Linked DNA regions of Sus scrofa: region 2 is linked to region 1. Evidence: chromatin contacts called from public HiChIP or PLAC-seq data. All regions are on one chromosome and are shown on one strand. The core of a region is the stretch at or near the end of the contact, and the rest is flanking DNA. Distances in the headings are between cores, read along the strand shown. Region 1 has its middle 16 kb from the start of WASF2. Region 2 overlaps LOC110261122 (ankyrin repeat domain-containing protein 34A-like).

Region 1 (3,117 bases), core at 455-2,954:
CAGATATGATCTCTGGCCTAGAAACTCCATGTATTGTGGGACAGCCGGAAAAAAAAAAATGGAGTTTCTGTTGTGGCGCAGCAGAATCGAATCCGACTGGTGTCCATGAGGATGTGGGTTTGACCCCTGGCTTAGCTCAGTGGGTCTGGGATCCAGAATTGCCATGACCTGTGGTATAGGTCACAGATGCGACCTCCATCCTGAGTTGCTGTGGCTGTGGCATAGGCCAGCGGCTGCAGCTCTGATTTGACCCCTAGCCGGGGAATTCCCCCATGGGTGCAGCCCTAAAAAACAAAAACAAAACAAAACAGAAAAGATGCAGGCCATTATGATCCTGAACATTTTCTGTACCCAGGAGCCCCCTCATGTCCCTTCCAACAATGGCTGTCTTTTTTTACCCTTATAGTCTCAGCACCCAGCACAGAGCTTGGCATTTTTTTTCCTTTTTAGGGCTGCACCTTCGACATATGGAAGTTCCCAGGCTAGGATGCCACTGCAGGCCTACACCACAGCCATAGCAACACCAGATCTGAGCCACATCTGTGCCCCACACCACAGCTTGAAGCAATGCTGAATCCTTAACCTACTGAGCGAGGCCGGGGATCGAACCCATATCCTCATGGATACTGGTCAGTTCTTAACCTGATAAGCCACAACGAGAACTCCAAGCTTAGCATTCTTAAATGCTAAAAACAAACAAACAAACAAAAACGCAAACTTTGTTCAATGAATGAATCTCAGCTCTCACTCCAGCTCAGTGTGTCCTTGAAGAGGTCCCTCTGCTTTCTGGGTCTCAGTTTGCTTGTTTATAACACGGGGAGGGGTAGGATGGAGGGAGGTTGGAGAATCACTTTAGGGCTTTTCCAGATATGGCATCTGGACAGAATTAAACCCCCAGGTTCCGGCAATACATTGTCAGATGGAATTCCCTGGTCTCAGTGGGTTAAGAATCCAGTGTTGTCTCTGCTGTGGCCTGGGTCATTGCAGTGGCATGGGTTTAATCCCTGGCCTGGGAACTTCCACATGCCATGGGTGAAACAAAACAAAACAAAACAAAACAAAACAAAAATATATATATATATATATATATATATATTGTCAGGAATTATTTTGGTTTCCTGCTTAAAAATATGGACCTGGGGGATTAGAAATTTGATCCGCGTAGGGCATCAAGAGCCTGGTCAGAAGACCTGGGTTTGAGTCCTGGCCTGGACTCTGGGTGACCCTGGGCAAGTCCCTTTCCTCCCGGGCCTTCTGGGTTTCTTCACTTAAAATGAGGTTGGCTTCAAAAGCCAGTGATGCTGGCTCCAGGCCTCTGAGCACCAAGTTTCATTTCCTGGAGCACCGGCAGCTCTGGCTCTGGCCTCCTCCCTGCCAGGCACTGTGGGGGGAGAGGAAAGCACAGGATGTGAGAACCGCTCTAGCAAAGGGAACTCACAGTCTGGCCAGGGGGACCCAATGTTCAGCCAGGAACCAAATGGAAAATGGCCTGATGGTCCAAGTGATTCTCTACGTGTGGGGCTGAAGGGAGAGCTAGAATGTTCCAAGTAGGGGCAGGAGACCTGGAGGTGGGGGTGGGGGGAAGACAGAGATGGCTTCCTGGGGAGAAGCCTCTGGAAATTGGCAGGGCAGCCCAGGGGCGCTTCCCAGAGATGGGCGGAGGCAGGAAGGAGGAAATTGGGTCCAGGTGACCACAGAGCAGCAACTTGGCCAGGGAGTAGGAAAGGCGGGAGCTTGGGCAGCCGCCCCACAGCTGAGCCTTGAGGAGGAAGGGGGGCTGCTGCTGCTTCGGCCTTGGCCCCAGGAAAGCGCCACCTTCTCAGGCCACAGGCCAGGAAGGAGGATGTTGTTGTGAGCTCAGGCTAGAAGGGGCCTCTCTCTGAGCAGCTCCCCGGGGCCCTACCCAGCTATCCTGGGGCTGCAGGACAGAGGGTAAGAGGCAGAGTCAAGCTCCAGTCCCCCAGTTCCTTCCAGAGGGCCCTCCCTTCAGCTTGGATCACATTTCTGCCTCTTCCTGGCTTTACAAGCAGGGGGCACTCAGAGCATCTTGATCAAATCCCATTCCTCAGATGGATGACTGAGGCAGAGGGCTTGGTAGCCAAGTGATGGAACCGAGTTATAATTATACTAGTGGTAAAAGACAGCAGAACGTAGAGTTAAGAGCTTAACTCCCTTGGAGTTCCCGTCTTGGCACAGTGGAAACGAATCCAAGACTAGGAACCATGAGGTTCCGGGCTCGATCCCTGGCCTCACTCAGTGGGTTAAGGATCCGGTGTTGCTGTGCGCTGTGGTGTAGGTTGCAGACGTGGCTCGGCTGTGGCTGTGGTGTAGGCTGGTGGCTACAGCTCAGATTAGACCCCTAGCCTGGGAACCTCCATATGCTGCAGGGGCGGCCCTAAAAAGACGAAAGACAAAAAAAAAAAAAAAAAAAAAAAAAAAAGAGCTTAACTCCCAAGGTTCGACGCCCACCCATGTCATTTCTAAGCTTAGGCAAATTTCTTAACCCTCCCATGCCTCAGTTTCCTCATCTGTAAAGTGGGATGATGAAATACTACTTATGCAGTTGTTGTGAGGATTAAATGTGGCAATAGATATAAAAGCAATTAGATATAAAGTACTGCCACCACACAGGCAGGAAAATAAACAGGCTTTGGAGTCATTCCTCTACCCTGAGCTTTAGTTTCCTTATCTCCATTTTTTTTTTCTTTTTTTAGGGCCACATCCGAGGCATATGGAGGTTCCCAGCCTAGGAGGTTGAATCAGAGCTGCAGCTGCCGGCCTACATCACAGCTCATGGCAATGTCAGATCCTTAACCCACTGAGCAAGGCCAGGGATCACACCCCAGTCTCCATTGATACTACTCTGGTTTGTTACTGCTGAGCAACAAATGCAACGCCTCTTTTTTTTTTTGTCTTTTCTAGGGCCGAACTTGCGGCATATGGAGGTTCCCAGGCTAGGGGTCTAATTGGACCTGTAGCCACCGGCCTACAGCACAGCCACAGCAATGCCAGACCCGAGCTGCGTCTGTAACCTACACCACAGCTCACGGCAACACCAGATCCTTAACCCACTGAACAAGGCTAGGGATCGAACCCTCAACCTTATGATTCCTAGTC
Region 2 (3,117 bases), core at 377-2,876, 84 kb after region 1:
GGAAGCAGGAGAAAACACCTTCCAGATTCTCATCAAATTCTTGTTTGTGGTTGGCAGCCTCCATCTCTCCTCTCCTTCTCTCGGTCTGGGTTTCCCCCTTTCTTTATCTCCTCCTGCCGCTCGCTCTCTCCCCCATATCTGCCTCTCCCTCTCCCATCTCAGTCACCTTGTCTCCCTCCTTGGAGCTCCCTCTCTCCAAGTCTCTGTCTCTCCGTTTCTCTCTTCCCAGGCGCTTCCATTTTTCTGACTCCGCTCTCTGCCAGCACCTCTGTCTGTCCGTCTCTCCCTGTCCTGGTCCATCTGTCCGTCTCTCTCCGTCTGCCTGTGCGTGGGTGTCTCTGTCCATCTGCTCCGCCACCCATCTGTCTGGTTGTCTGTGCTAGTCCTTCTAAGGGTGCCCACTCGCTCACAAGGCGCCCTCCCCCAGGTCAGCAAAAGCCTTTCCTGGTTCAGAGGGTGGGAAGAGGGGGCAGAGCTGCAGCTTCTGGAAGCTTCGGTAGCAGCTGGGCTGAGCTGGGAGTTCGGGGGGCCAGCCAGCTGCAGAAGCGGCCCCTCCCCTGGGCTCCCAAGCCAAGGACCCCAGAGCAGAAAGAGGAGAGAAAGCAGGGCCTCCCTGCAGCTCAGTCTGTGTACACGTGCAGAAGGGGGAGGGAGGCAGGGGCCCCCACTTTGCCCTCACTTCACCATTCCCCCCAAAGCCAGGCCCTGTGGGAGAGGGAGCTTTAGTGCCCACCTTCCCCATCCCCTAGTGGAAGAAAGAGATGCTAAGGATCCAGGAGGGACGGGCCAAGTGGGGGGGCAGTGCCAGGCCTCGCTCTAGGGAGGGGCTAGAGATGGCTTCCTGTGAGCCGGCTGGGAGGGGGCCCCTCCCTCCTCCCTTCCAGGCAGCCTCTGGGGATCCCTCCAGTTCTGGTCCCAGCTCCAGACATGAGGGGCCGCACAGGCAGTCCTCACCAGCTCCCACAGGGATCACTCCCCTCCCAGCTGCCCCAGAGCATCTGACCCACAGGGATATAGGGGGGTCACACGAGTGTCTGCCTACTCCCCAAATGGAGGCTGGCTCTGGACATGTGGAAATCACAGCCCTGTCCAGGCACTGGCCATCCTGGGAGGCCCCAGTCAGTCCACCTGCCACAGCCAGACCAGCAGCACGCGCGCGCACACACACACACACACACACACACACACACACACACACACTGCATCCCAGCACTCACGGCCCATGACCCCCACTCCCTGGTCCAGTAACTCCCAGAGGGCTCAAGGGGAAGGGAACCCCGAAAGACCTGCCACCCTACCCTGACTGGCGGGAGCCTCCAAAGGGGCGGCGTGGCTTGAGGAGGTGCCCCTCGACACCTCCCTGGAGGCTCTGCTTCCCCCATGCCCCTCTGAGAGTAGCTCCCAAACCCCGCAGTAGATGGGAAACTGAGGAAGGGAGGGGATGACACAGCCATTCCTCCTGAGACCCCAGGGTGGGATCATAAACCAGGAATAGGGAAAGGAAGGGACGCCGCGGGGGCAGAACTGGCTCCTTCCTGACCTGCCACGGGCAAAGTCCACCACTGGCTGCACCCTCCCCACAGCCCTGCTGCTGGGCCGGGGCCAGGGTCTGGCTCCCTCCCTCTAGAGCTCTCCTTGCCCCTTGCTGGGCCCCCTCCCTCTCCGCACTTCTGAGCAGCCCTCCCTGCCCTCTCCCTCCCAGCTCTGGCTCTCTCATCCTCAGCTCTTGGAAGCCTGACTCACTGTTTCCCCTCCTCTCTCCCCTCCCTCCCTCTCTCTCCGGCAGCAGCAGCGCCTCCCCCTCCCCTGGGGGGGCTCTGGCCACAAGGGTGCCCGCCCGCTCCTCTCCCCAGGCTCCGGCCCCCCTCTGCACCCAGGAGGCCCCCTGTAGCTGTTCCAAGTCTCCAACTACAGAGAGAGGTGGAGGGAAAGAGCTAGGTCCCAGGCCTGGCTCTGCCAAGGGTCTGACGGGGGCAAGCGGCCCCCCTCTCTAGACTGGGTTTCCTCCTGCCCAACAAGGTGGGGGGGCGGGAATCCAACTGGATGACGCCCCTGGTGTGTCTAAGGTTCTTCATGTTCCCTGCTTATAAAACCCTGGTGCCTCCTGGCACAGAGCGCCCACAACCTGTGAGGCGCCGTACCTGCCTCAGGCCCCGCCCCCGGTCCAAAGAAGAGCTGGGCTCTGTGCCCAGAGGTTCAGAGAAGGCAGTGGGGAGACGCTGCCCCGGGGCAGGAGCACTGGTCAAGTGACCCCTGGAATCCCCCGGTCTCCCAGGTCTCCCTCCTCCCGAGTCCTTCCCTCTCCCCCACCTGTCCTCCTCCCTCCTCCCAGAGACACTGGCTTGTCTCTCCTCCAAATACAATCCGAGCCGGCATCTCACCCTGGGTGAGAGGTGCTCCGTACCCACTCATTTCAGGCTCTTGGGGTGGGAGTGGCATGTGCCTAGCCCTTCTTGGTCCCCTGGTCGCCATCTCCAGGGGCTGCGATTCTGGCTCTTCTCCTTGACTGTTTTCTCGCTCACCCCCTCATCACTGGCTTCTGTCACCATCTTTCCTCTCTCCATGTCCCGTGAGGCAGTCTCTGTCTCTCTCCTCCCCACCTCCCTGGGGGGCCCATCTGCTGACATTAGCAACAATGTTACCCTTGCCTCCCCCTACAGTTCCCAGCTCCACCCCATCCTGGCTCCCCATCCTGGCTTCCCCTCCCCGGCTCTGTCCCAAAAGACCCAGGGGACCCAGAGACAGAGCTGGGCTCCATCCCATGACAGTGAGTCTGCTTGACCTCACTAATCAGACTAGAAGTGCCTGGGCATCTGGTACCACGGTACCCCTGGTCTTGGGTGGCTGACATGAGACAGAGCTCGGTATTCCACAAACCAAATTTAAAAGAAAAGGGGGTGGGTGGGACAGAGAGGAAAAGTGAGGGGGATCGAATCTGCCTGGAGGAAGCCCCTATCCAATGGGGAACAGAGGCAAGAGGAGGTAGTGGCTTGAGCCAGTGTTCCAGGCGGGTCTGAAACCAGCCAATGTCCCTCTGGGGCTCCACTGGTCCAGAGAAGCCCCCCCACCCCGCGGCCCCCCACTTCAAAAAAAAGTCTTCAGCCAGGGGCAGTTTGT

Evidence for each region. HiChIP or PLAC-seq counts read pairs in DNA pulled down with a chosen protein or histone mark.
Region 2: a contact with region 1 is called in an H3K27ac HiChIP or PLAC-seq map of skeletal muscle, with 3 times the contacts expected there. The contact joins two enhancer-like sites. A contact is called at or near these places in 4 of 47 Hi-C or Micro-C datasets (embryonic fibroblasts, fetal heart ventricle, fetal skeletal muscle and 1 more) and 1 of 2 datasets of contacts at active chromatin or transcription factors (skeletal muscle).

The regions. Positions count from the first base shown.
Region 1 is chr6:84,712,082-84,715,198 of Sscrofa11.1, forward strand. No RefSeq gene overlaps it. Among named protein-coding and RNA genes, the nearest start is that of WASF2, 16 kb to the left of the region's middle. Within about 2 kb of position 1,705, at least 16 of the 83 cell types and tissues checked have an H3K27ac peak or open chromatin away from gene starts, as enhancers often do. A contact at or near this core is called in omental adipose tissue and skeletal muscle, where this site is marked.
Region 2 is chr6:84,795,790-84,798,906 of Sscrofa11.1, forward strand. All of the region lies in intron 2 of LOC110261122 (ankyrin repeat domain-containing protein 34A-like), which reads right to left. Among named protein-coding and RNA genes, the nearest start is that of AHDC1, 23 kb to the left of the region's middle. Within about 2 kb of position 1,627, at least 29 of the 83 cell types and tissues checked have an H3K27ac peak or open chromatin away from gene starts, as enhancers often do. A contact at or near this core is called in omental adipose tissue and skeletal muscle, where this site is marked.